2 separate regions of the Zea mays genome follow, and region 1 is linked to region 2. Evidence: chromatin contacts called from public Hi-C data. All regions are on one chromosome and are shown on one strand. The core of a region is the stretch at or near the end of the contact, and the rest is flanking DNA. Distances in the headings are between cores, read along the strand shown. Region 1 holds the start of LOC100272582 (cytochrome P450 97B2, chloroplastic). Region 2 holds the start of LOC100192621.

Region 1 (6,378 bases), core at 2,944-5,443, 340 kb before region 2:
CAGATCAGATCGTGAGCGCTCTTGTTCCCATCTCGGCGTCGTAGAAGGCCCTCGGCTCTCTCCATCCTCCCGCCTCACAGGTTCGTCTTCCTTCTCTATCCCGGCGTCGTAGAAGGCCCTTGTCCCTCTCCATCCTCTTGCGCTCCCTAGTCCGTCTTCCTTCTCTCCACCTGGTTGTTGGTTGATTCAGTTGTTGTTTGTCCTATTCGTTGTCCACTACATAAACTTTGTCCTATTTGTGTTAACAATTGGGAGTACAATTGGGAGTACGTATTGTAGGAGCTACGCTCAAAGTGAGCAATAGGGTTTTGCTTTTTTCATCCCGTTATCAAGTGCAAGAAACATGTTGTCCATGTCATTATCAGCTTATTGTCCAGTAAATTGTCGAGACATTTAGCGCTATATGTGTTCAATAGGTTGTTGTTGCTTTGGTAAGCATACATTCAGTTTGTTCAATAGCCTATTATATGTGTTTAGGGATGGTAACGGGTATATACCCCGTCAGATAGTATCATTCCATATTTGTACCCATCAATAAAAAAGTATACTCGTCTCGTCGGGTGACTTATATCCGCGAGCGGGTATAAAATCTTACACATGCTCGTACCAGCACCGATAATTTTATCCCGCCGGATAACCCGTACCCACTATAAAGGTCTTAAATTCTAATATTTCAATAAATTAAAATGTCAAATAAACACACACAACAAAAGTTCAACTTAAAATATAACAAAGCATATGATTACATTACTTGGTATTTAAATAAATAATAGTCGGAGAAGGATTTTCTTTTAGCTTATATGTGTTTATTATTGATAATAGTGGTAATTATGCGGGTATATTTTACCCACATGTACACGGGTATAGGTAGTACCAACCCATGTCAGTACCCGTCTATCCAACGGGTAGAGATTCTTGCCCACTAACATACCATCGGGTAGAGAAATCATCTTATACCCGTCTTTACTGTCGGTTTTTTGGGTTTCGGGTACTCATTGTCATCTCTATCATTGTGATTGGTATGTTGCGCACATCCGTTCAGACTGAGCGCGTGCATTGACCAAGAAGCAGCTGTTGTTTGATTAACTGCATAGAGCCAGGCTGAGGCTGCATCCGCAAATGCAACATAGGTAAAAAAATATATCTCTTTGCTGCATGCGCGCATACGCTCCGGCGTTCAGTTTCTGGCGGGCCACGCTTACTAGAGTCTGGCGCTGCTTGTCTGCCCATCCAATCCGTCGGTATATGTGTTGAACTCGATACGGTGTTATCTATAGCTCATTGAAAGAATAGATACAATTACTCGTCAACTTGGGACCAAGTCGTTGTCTCTTTTTCACTTGGTGCTGCGCGAGGACTCGTGCTTAACTTCTTTGATGCAAAGTTTAAGGCTCAATGGTTGGAAACTAACATACAGTTTGGACCCTAAATAAATTAATTGGTACCTAAATCAAAATATATGCCCCAATTATAAGGCTTATGGTTGGAGTTGCTCAAACAGGCTTGTCCCTTGCACAGTACAAGTAGATCGACGACATAGGGCCCCAAATTTTCTAGGCCCCCAAAACTCTGGTGTGCATAAAGATATGATCGTCTTTATAGCAGTTGACCCCGCCAAAACTCAGAAGAAAGTTAGCGTTGTAGAACGCGATGTGACTATGATTTAGCGACTTCGCGCGTATTAGCATAGGATGTGTCCGCCGTCGGCGATAGCTCTAGCTAATCCCTCTCGCGTTCGTCGCCACCGCAAAAGATGGATGCGCAGCTGCGTAGGCATCAGGCGAGGTCACATGTCACGAGAGAATTCATGTGCTCTTGACCGACCACCGGCGAATGTCACCAGGCCCGTCCCTTGCGTAGTGCAGGTGGATCAACGACATAGGGCCCCAAATTTTCTAGGGCCCCAAAATCATGGTGTGTAAAAGGATATGATCGTCTTCATAACAGATGACCCGGTCAAATCTCGGAAGAAAGTTAGCGTTGTAGGACGCGACGCGACTCTGATTTAGCGATTTCGCGCGTATCAGCGTAGGACAATGCCCACCGTCGGCGATAGCTCTAGCTAATCTCTCTCGCGTTCGTCGCCATCGTAAAAGATGGACAAGCTGAGCAGCTGTGTAGGCATCAGGTGTGGTCGCGTGTCAGGAGAGAATTCATGTGCTCCTGACCGACCACCGGATGTAGCAGGATTTGAAGGATTCCTAAGCAGACACTACATGAATCCTGAAGATTCCCGTCGGTCGGCTTAACTCACGTCGGCTACCTTCCAGTCGACGGGCCTTAATTTAACTTCCGTCGGCCCAGACACAGGCCGCCGGGAATAAGTTAACTCCCGTCGGTCCTGACAAAAGCCGATAGGGATTAGCCCTAGCCGACGTGAGTTAAGGCTTATCCCCGTCGGCCCACGTAGCCGACGGGAGTTAAGGCTTATCCCCGTCCGCCAAGTACTAGCCGACGAGGATTACTTATTCCCGTTAGCTGTCGACGGGAATAAGTTTATCCCCGACACCTGGCAGCCATCGGCTTGAGGTCGACGGGAGTTAGCCAGTTACCGACGGGAATTAGTTATTCTCGTCGGTTTATAGGTTATTCCCGTCGGTTTTTAGCCGACGGGAATTAACTTAATTCCTACAGTGAGAAATACAACATATACACTATATAGGAAATCATAGGACACATTAATATGTGTTGCACCAAAGCCACAATTTCAGAGACAGCCCTGAGCGGTGGCGGATACAAGCTTCGGTCCATCCTATCTAGGACTCAAGGCATGATCCATATATCTTTACATATATTCTTATTATTTTTAGACTAAGGTCATGTTTGGTTTCTTTAGTCTAGGGACTAAAGTTTAGTTAGGAGACTAAAGTTTAGTCCCTAATATGTTTATTTCTAGGGGCTAAAAATAGTAAGAATATACTAAATGACTCATAAGAAGATTAAAGTGACCTTTAACATTCTCCTGCTATTAGTACAATTGAACTAAATGAGGAGTAAATGTGGAATTAATATGATTTAGTCCCTTTTAGCACATATGTGAAGGACTAAAGACTAAATCATTTTAGTCCATATTTTAGTCGTAGTGTTTGGCAAAAAAAAGATTAAATGAGACTAAAAACTAGAGACTAATCTTTATGTCGCTGTAACCAAACACCCCCTAAGATATATACAAACCTTAGTAGATTATAAAAAATAATTGGGTCCGAAAAGTGATCCTATTTTCGGATCCACCCCTGCTAAGTAGGTAGGCCATAGGCTATGGCGTAGGCCACAGACAGAATTACACTTTTAAGAACGCCCTTTTTCTTCCTTTGTTTTGTAACTCCGGTTTGCATTCAAAATTTCAAACGCCTTAGATTTAACAAGAATTTTAAAATGTGAAGACTGTTTCATGAGCAAGACGAAAACGCATCAAAGAGGTCATATTGAGATGGTAAGAATGCGTCACAGCCTCGTTCCTATATAAAAATAAAATAAAATAAAATACTTCAATCATTTTAAATTATAAGTTATTTTAATGTTTTAAATACATAAATTTTATTATATACTAATATAAGCTATGTCAAGGTAGATAGTAAAATATTTTTTTAAGAAAAAAGTAACCTTTATTTTAGAACGGTGATAATGCAATCAAGTTTCTCCTGCAATCAAACAACCAAATGAAAAATCATAGTTGTACTTTATTATGTACTCTACCAAAATATCTGATTTTTAGTTCTAATTTATTCTATGTTAAGAGATATAAAAAAACAAAACTTTGTGTTAAAAATATATAAAAATAACAGGTACCTGCCGCCGCGTGCCGGCACCCAGATTTGAATTTTTTTAAATCACGATATACTTTTTAAATTTTATAAAATTTTAAATATAAAAACGAAAAAGTCTCCGTGCCGCCTACTGGAGTATTGCTGGCAATGCTGGGAATGTCCCGAATAGCGTTACAGTAATGGTGAGGCCTGGAGTCTTATATATGTTGGGCTACAGAAAGTGGTGCTAGTGGGCTAAGATATCAGGCCGACGGGCGTGCTGGCAGTTAGAGCGGGCCTAAACACAGCCCACTGGTTGGGCTCGGCCTGCACGGACTCGACGGCCTTCGTGCTAACCGTGCCCAGATCAGACCAAAATATGATCCCATAAGCCGGGCTGCCGGACCACGTGCCTTTTGGCCAACTATGGCACCGCTTCGGCTCGTGCGCTCCACGTATCGTTTCGCGCCGGCGCCGGTGGCCGGACCAGACCAGCGCACCGCGCCGTCCAGACCAGACCACGTTCCGTGGTCGGCGCGCAACCGGCCAGCCGAGTGCCGACTGCCGACCGCACCACTCTCCGTGGCCCGATGATATTCCCGATCACGCCTAATTCAATTCAATCAATTTCAGCGCGGCCACCTTATCATCTCTGTCCGTTCAGGTCCAGTGGCCAGTGACCACGCTCCACCCCATTGCTCTGGCTCTGTGCTGTGCAGCTGTGCTGCCGGGCTCCTGCGCCATGGCCGCGGCCACGCTGCTCCAGGGCCCAGCCGCCGCCTCGCCGCGTCTCGGCGCCGCGGCTTCAGCGCCGTCCGCGTCCCACGGGAGGCGTCGCCTCACCTTCAGCTTCAGGTACGCGCGCGTGCGCGCCCTCACCCACCTCCCGGCTCGTTCCCGGCAGCGGTCCACGCGTGGCCGACCGCCAGGTGCTCGATCTGTTGCCTGCACGGCTGCACTATGCCATCAAGGTCCCGGGAACAACGGGCTGTCGGCTCCAGCCTGCAGTTGGGGGGTGCCGCCTGCTGAATTCACACGAGTTACTGTTGGTGTCTGGTAGAATAATCACCGCTAGACCGAGTGGCTGATCGACTGGCCCGTGCCAATTCCCGCGTTGGTGCAGGTGCCAGTCGACCAGCGTCGACAAGCAGCAGGAGCGGCCGCCCAAGCCGAAGCAGCGGAACCTGCTCGACAACGCCAGCAACCTGCTGACCAACTTCCTCAGCGGTGGCAACCTCGGGGCCATGCCCGTCGCTGAGGGCGCGGTCACCGACCTCTTCGGCAAGCCCCTCTTCTTCTCGCTTTACGACTGGTTCCTCGAGGTGAATGCGCGTCCCCTTTCTGAACCCTGCAACACTGACATGTTATCATAGGTTCGATATCCTTTGTTCTCCACTTATGGCTATGTAGTAAAATTCGATTAGACACAGCCCCTGCAACACTGACGTGTTATGATGTCTTAATTCACAGCATGGCTCTGTCTACAAGCTTGCTTTTGGACCCAAATCGTTCGTTGTTGTCTCTGACCCTATCGTTGCTAGACACATCCTCCGGGAGAACGCTTTCTATTATGATAAGGTATGCTGTCTCGCATGTGTCGGATATGGATTGTTGAAAACTCGTTAGAGGAAAAGGATTGTTCGTTGAAAAAACTATGGAATATACAAGGAATTGGACCATGACCACCTTACACACATGATGGCCACATTTTGCATATATTATTACGTCAGTGGAGAGTTGACTTCCCTGATAAATAATAATTGGTGTAGTTTGGCGGGTTTCTTTCTTACATGGTATTTTTTTTACTTGAAATCAGGGAGTTCTCGCTGAAATTTTAAAACCCATAATGGGGAAGGGTCTTATACCCGCTGACCTTGATACCTGGAAGCAAAGGAGAAAAGGTTAGAAAGGTTGGATATCCAATCATATTTTCTGTGTTTTTTTTAGTTTGGACTGACCACAATACTGCAGATTGCTCTGTGTTAATCTATGTGCATAGCCCATACTGTTAGTCAAAATTAGCAGGCTCATCATTGGCCTGAGCTTCAATTCCAGTTCTTTCTACTTTTGTTTTTTCTATCTTGAAAGTTTTTCTAGCTCAACTGTGTGTTCTGGAAAAGACATCTCTAGGCATGCAAAATCATCCTAGGGATTCTTTCAATTCTGAATTTATTAGCATGCTTTTTGCCTTGAGGGATGAAACATATGCCATTTTTCTGTCTTTAAATGCGATATTTAACAGTTACTACTGTTTGATGAAGCAATCAATCAACATGGTCCAATTGTTTTGGAGATAATTTGAACTTCATTTATGCATTTCACATAATATTTTACTAATGGCACACCTTATCCTATCCTTGTGTTCTGCAGTTATAACACCTGGGTTCCATGCCTTATTCATAGAAGCTATGGTGAGGACATTTACGAGATGTTCAGAGAGAACAATATCAAAGCTTGAGGAGCTTACTGAAAGTGAAGGCCGTGAACAAAATTCGACTATTGTGGACCTTGAAGCTGAGTTCTCCAATTTGGCACTTGATATCATTGGATTGGGTGTGTTCAATTTTGATTTTGACTCGGTTACTAAGGAATCTCCTGTAATAAAGGTTGGTATATCTGTAGTTCTATCTTA
Region 2 (6,566 bases), core at 3,130-5,629:
GTGGCGGTGCTCCAGCAGAGCGAGGGAGAAAGAGAGGCAGATGTGACTACGGAGGCAAGGCAAGCTTACATTGGTTTCCCTTGAAACAAATACTACTGAATCTATTAACACCCTAAAACAAATACTATTGAATCTATTAACACCCTAAAACAAATACTATTTTAGGGCGGAGAGAATATTCCCTAAAGTGTTGTGCTTGATTTTAGACCTCTCTACTCACATACACTTGGCAGAGATCACATCAATTGAATGTGAGCGTGATTCTTAATGGGTAACACAAGTTTAAAAATATTGACTCGTTATTGAACTATTTGTTCTCTATTTGTTCAGGATTGAACTTACAAAGTCCGTAACTCTTACAACAAAATGTGCAACAAAAATTCACGCATCTCAATTCTACAGCTCCCAGCCTCCCACACAGGTATCTTGAGTTCTTTTACATCCCTCCTCACCAGCCATATTTTGCTTGAGTTTCTGCTTTCGTAAGAATGCCCTTAGAACGCCTCTCCGCAAGCTCCATCTCCTTTGACTTCATGTCAAAGTACAGAGAACCAATCTGATGTTTCCTTTTATGCAACTTGGATGGCTTTCCTTTTGCTGAAGGTGCAGGCTGTTCACAAGGCAGAAATCTTTGGTAAGGACCATAACAACAATGATGTATTTACATAGTACATTTTCTTCATGCAAAATAATGCATTTAATGGACAATGATAGACAGTATTTTCAGCTGTCCTATAGTCGTTCAGCAAAACAAGCCTATTGCTCTACCAGGGACGGGAATGCTGGATCTGCATAAAATGGTTCCCATTGGAAATTATATGGGATCCTACAGGACCTGGGAGTACATGCATATATTTACTACTGAAACTGTGGGACCATGGTTGATACATGCGTACCTTCTAAACTAGAGTACATCAGTTCATGAAATTAATTTATATTGTTCAGGCAACCAAGCCAATTCTTTCTGACCATTGACCAATTAAAAGAAAAGCTTGTCCAATGCCAGATGAGATGGTTTGGACATGTCCAACAAAGACCTCCAGAGGCAACACTGCGTTGTGGTATTTTAAGGCGCAATAGCAGTGGAAAGAGAGGTAGGAGAAGACCGAAGTTAACATGGAAAGATATAGTAAAAGGTGACTTAAAAGAATGAAATATACTCAAAGATTTAGCCTTGAATAATATTGCATAAAAACAGCTATCCATGTGCATGAACTTTGACTTATGAGTTCTGTTGGGTTTAAACACCAGCCTACCCTAACTTGCTTGGGACACAAAGGCTTTGTTGTTGTCGTTGGCCAATTAAAAGGAAGCCAGACTAAAAGGCTTTGTTGTTGTTCTTGGCCAATTAAAAAGGAAGTCAAAATCAACTCTTAGCATGTTCTTGTTTCAACATTACTCCCTCCCTGTCCCAGCATATAAGGCGTAAATACCTCTGGTTCAATGACCAAGACATGTATTTAATTGTCTCTATACTAACTGCATCGACGTACGCATGTCTAGAGAGAGCATGTCTTATATTATTGGACTAGAAGAAAAAGTGATTGTGCCTTATATACTTGGACGGAGGGAGTATATTGTATGACCTAAACCTAGTTTGGCTTGATGCATCATCAATTATACATGTACCCAAATCCCATAGGAGGGGAAATCTAAACCTGGTAGATCTGGAGAAACATATACTTCATTACATGCAGACATCCTACAAGATATATCAACGCTACACCCCTTGATCTACACCCCTTGAGAGTTGTGGTATCGTAGTCTACAGCAAGGGTGGATACCAGCTACTTAATCCTTGCTCAGAAACCTGTGCAAACCCGTTCAAGTGGTGCAGCATCAAAGCATTGCTACTTTCTTTTTCATTATGAGTTATGACATAAAGCTGAGAAATCACTCCCCCACCCCACCCACCTCAAAAAAATGACAAATAGAAACACCATTTGCCTATAATTCTGTATGACCATAAGCAATGACAAGCATAAATATTCATGACAAACATTTCATTAAATAAGTGCAAATAGAATGAATTTTCACCATAGTTATTAAGGCGGTAAGGCAATATAAGGCGACCGACCCCCTTTTTACCTTTTAGGTGGTAAAGCGTAAGGCGAGGCGACGCCTTAATTATAAGTAATATTAGACCAAATATTACTTATATAACACTAATTCAAAATTAATAGGCAAGCTAGCACAAACCTAGTAGGGCCCATTTCAGCCTAGTAGAAGAGAAAAATAGAAAAAAGAAAGAAAAAAATACACAACCAGTTAGCCCAATGGCCCAACCAACCTAGCCCAATAGCAGTTTTAGGTTAAATATCAAGTCTCCTTGCAGCCGACAGCATGCCTTTCTTCTCCCCCTGCCGCCAGCATCTCTTCGTTTCCAACCCCGCGCCAGCAGCACCTCTTTCTTCCCCTCCCCCGCAGCTCTCCCTCCACTGCGTCCTTTCTCCTCTGACTGGTGCCGCCTGTGCTGAGACAGAGAGGGCAGAGGGAGCACGCCCGCGCGCTGCCTGAGCTAAGAGGGAACACGCCCTCGCGCCGACAGTGAAGGAGGCTGCACACTGCCGCCGTAGCCGCCCCACCCCCGAAGCGGATGCCTTACGCACCTTGGCAACGCTTAACAGACGCCTTAATAACCATGATTTTCACTTTATTAAAGTACAAAAGTAGCCATTTATTCTACTAAAGAACTTGTTTATGGCTATTCCACTTAAGAAGTGGCAACCAGACCATTGAAAACATGACTTTACAGCCTAATATAGTTTTTTGGTAGTAAATTATTTTACTTGATTCGTGATGAATGGAAGTTGCGATGAAAATGAAAACACCGTGGCATATTTCTCAAGAATCATTGCTTGGGAACTAACAGCATACCCATAACACATTATTGTTTCTGCACTACCATTCTGTGATTGTGCCAATAAGCACTGAGCGACAGTATCTGATGCTGGCTCGCGACTAACAGGAGCAACTTTAGTTTCAGTTGTTTGAGCAATATGAGCACAGAACAAATAATCTAGCTTTGTCATCCCAGTTCTACCTACTGGATTTGGTACTAAGCTACTGAAACACAAGCATATAATAAGCTAATAAAGCAATGCTTGACAAAAGTAGAAACAAAGTTAGCAAACAGTGATGAATCTGTACCTGATAACTAGGACCGAAGGCCAACCCCGTGAGCTTAGACTTATCCTGCTTTGGTCTGTTCTTCATCAGCTCTGCTTGATTTACTTCTAAAATCTGGACCGGCGTATCATTTCTACCTCTCTTCCCTCCACTCCTACCCATCTCTGGTGGCAATATCGGTTCATGCACCGGTGGCAATGTCGCTGCTACCTCATGACCATAACCTCCAGCAGTATAATCTACTCCATATGGCACTGCCGCAACATGGTCATATCCACTGGCATGCTCCCCTCCATGCGCATGAACATACCCTGCACTTTGCCCTCTTTCATATGCGGCATACTGTGTTCCATCCTCATAATTCGCACTGGCACTAGGATCCCAACCATAAGCACCGTGTTGCGCATAGTGGTTTGGATCCCACGCATATGTTTCATATCCACTAGTGCTCCCAGCTCCAGCATCATAGCTTTGCTGCTGCTCCCCGGTTGCAGCATTAAAAGCCTGCTGGTTTTCATGCTCCTCCTCCAGCTCCGGCGCAGGCATGTCACCATCACTGCCACTATCTTCCGAATCGTCGTCGTCGGTTGCGCCGGTGTCAGGCCTTTCCGGGGCTCCTGTGTTGGCAACCGAGCTTGAAGGCAGAGCGGTGCCGAGATTTAGCTTCTCTGGCGCAGCCGTATCGATTGCCGACCTCCTCGCTCCCGCGCCAGAGCCGGCGCCGAGCCCGAGCGAGTGCTTCGGAGGCGGGAGGAACGAGGACACGGGACCCGAGCCAGCAGACACGGGCGGCAAGCGCGCCTCGTTGTTGCTCGCGCGGCGCTTCTTGGGATCGTCCTCCTCGTCGTCGGAGCTGTCGCCTGTGGGCTGCCGGATCGGCTGCGGGCGATACTGGACGACGCGCTTAGGGTTTCCTCCGGAAGACTTGGGCGGCGGGATAGAGGAGAAGGTGGGGTTAGGGGCGGGGGAGGATTTGGGCGCCGAGAGAGAGGAGAAGAGCGGCGTGGGGGTGGATTTGGGCGCCGGGAGGGAGGAGAAGAGCGGTGCGGGGGCGGACTTGGGTTGCGGGAGCGAGGAGAAAAACCCGCCTGCGCCGCCACCGGAGGAAGTGGCGATGGCGGGGGAATGAGCAGGAGGAGGAGCAGGTGGGGCCTCATCAGCGTCGTCGTCGGAAGAGGCGTAGCTGGCGAGGAGAGAGTCCATGGCGTGGCTGGGCGGCGGCTTCGGTCGCCGGGGGAGGAAAAGTAACGGGGAACAGGAAGACGGCGTCACGGCGCCAGAGCAGCTCGGGTCGGGGTCGTGGGCCCGACCGTACGAGGCCGAGTCGTGGCGTGGGCCGCCGGCCGCGGCTGGGTGGGCCGATGCAGACGACTCGTGTATCTCGCGAGCTGCATAAATATTTTATTTTTCATAAATATTTATCAAATTTAAAAAATACAAAACTCCCTACCCGATTGAATTTGAACCGACGCCAAGTGCTTAGAGCAACTAACACCAAAACAGATATTATTAAAAAATAATGATTTTTGTTGCTCCAACACTCTCTCATTCTTATCCAAAAAAATTTGCCTTGTCTTCATGTGCTGGGAAAGATGAACTAGTAGGATGCTGACTTGTTTTCATGACCTGGTAGCTAGTAGACCAACATGGCTTTGTCCAAATATCTTGTCTTTCATTTATATATGTTAGCGAAACTAGCTACATGTTCGTTGCTTGAGACGTTAACATTGCTAGCATGTCACACAATGTTCATAATATGGATATCTCGATGTACAGACATTTATTAGAACCTATTGCTACATGTTCGTTTTAAATCGCAGGGCTGAAATTACAGAGCTTAAACACCTTGAGCAAAACTACCATTTCGCTTCACAACAGAGATATAAACGGGGTTTACGCCCTATTTGAATATTACTGATATTGTCTATAAAATTTTTTGACCACAGTTACGGTAGTAACACTTTTTTTTTGGCGGAGGAGGGAGTACTTTTTACCGCAATTCTAATTGGCGGCCGACCTAATTGATGACACGAGTATATATTTACAGTTTTAATTAAAATTTCTTCCTGCAAGAAACTTTAGGGAAAATATATATAGAGAGAGAGAGAGAAATTAGGCCGGATATGCTACGTGGGCTGATGATGCACGCAAAACGGGCCAAATAAACGAACTTAGATGATCTGGGGGCTGCAGCTCTGTAGGGGCGGCGTCCTTGGCAATTGGCATGTCTGGAGGTTGGAGGAGTGTCCGGCGGGGAGGGGATCTCCCCGCGCCGCGCGTCCGGACTAGACAGAGACAGCGATCTAGCCACCGAAACGAGTCCCGCCGCGCTACTACGCTGGCCGCTCACGCACGGCACTCGGTCGGTCTGGCCTGGTGCCGCGACGCACGCGCGATGGCGAGTCGTCGACGCGTTCGCCCTTCGCCGTATCGGATCGTGTGGATCCCGGGCCGGCAGCCGCGGGTGATCTGCGGGCTGGGGGTGTCCATCTACCACCGGTGCGCGACGCGTCCGAGCGTATGATGGCTCGCGCACGCACGCACGAACGTTTGGTTTCGCACGATTCCACGAGGCCGTGTACCATACCACCGGTTGAACCGTGTCCTATTAAAAATAGGTATCAAATTCGAAGGTTAACGAGCGGCCAGGAGGAGAAGAACTCCTGGATGAGGATGACAGACGGCTGCGGCCCTTTTATGCCGTCCTCATCATGTGGGTGGGTCTAGTCCCCGATCAACAACGCTGATGCGTACAGTACGCATTTGGCACACACAATCAGATCAGCAGAGAAGATATCCAGCCAATGGAACCGGCTTTTGTTAATCGGACGACGAGAGGAAGCCAAGCCAACGACACCACACGATCGATCTCGTTAATTACTAAAATAATTAGGGAGGAAAAGGACAAACTAACGTCGCCCACATGCTGTTGCTACATTGCAGACGGATGTGGGCCCTGCCGGACCACGAATTCAGGAGAGCACTCGGCCCATCCCTCCTCCAGGTCCGGAGCGCCCGCCGCCGGGGGTCTCGCTCTCGCCGCGCGCGTCATCCACCACGCCGCAACTGCGAGCACCGCAGCCTCCGCTCCACCGCCGGCGCGGACCTCCGACCAGCGCGCGGCGGCCATCGCGACGCGGAGCGGGACGCGACGACGGCACGCGGGCCCCGCCGCGACCCTCTTCCTCCTGGCCCACCCCCCCTCCAGCACGTCCTCCGCCCTCCTCCCTCTCCCTGGCGGCGGCGGCGCCGCCCTCGACTGCGCGGAGTCGGCCGTGGACAGGCAGGAGCCGCTGGACGAGGACGCCCCGGACTCGGCGCCCCCGCGCGGCAGGCGGCGCCTCACGTGCCTGGACGCCAGGAAGTTGGCGCCGTGCACCTTGGCGTCGCAGCGCGGGCAGAGGAACGCCGAGTCCGCGGCGCAGTGCACGGCCGCC

What was found. Hi-C and Micro-C count contacts between places; a contact is called where the count stands out from the background.
Region 1: a contact with region 2 is called in a Hi-C map of tassel, with 2.3 times the contacts expected there. The contact joins the promoter of LOC100272582 here to the promoter of LOC100192621 in region 2. A contact is called at or near these places in 2 of 25 Hi-C or Micro-C datasets (ear and tassel).

What each region holds. Positions count from the first base shown.
Region 1 is chr4:244,318,804-244,325,181 of Zm-B73-REFERENCE-NAM-5.0, reverse strand. It overlaps LOC100272582 (cytochrome P450 97B2, chloroplastic), which reads left to right and starts at 4,193. Exons shown (of 14, transcript XM_008681697.4): 1 at 4,193-4,601; 2 at 4,870-5,068; 3 at 5,217-5,324; 4 at 5,563-5,647; 5 at 6,117-6,352. The coding sequence starts at 4,489.
Region 2 is chr4:243,983,716-243,990,281 of Zm-B73-REFERENCE-NAM-5.0, reverse strand. It overlaps LOC100192621, which reads right to left and starts at 4,379. Exons shown (of 2, transcript NM_001137836.1): 1 at 3,151-4,379; 2 at 302-610. The coding sequence starts at 4,332. The coding sequence ends at 449. It overlaps LOC109946110 (B-box zinc finger protein 32-like), which reads right to left. Exons shown (of 1, transcript NM_001320520.2): 1 at 5,996-6,566. The coding sequence ends at 6,062.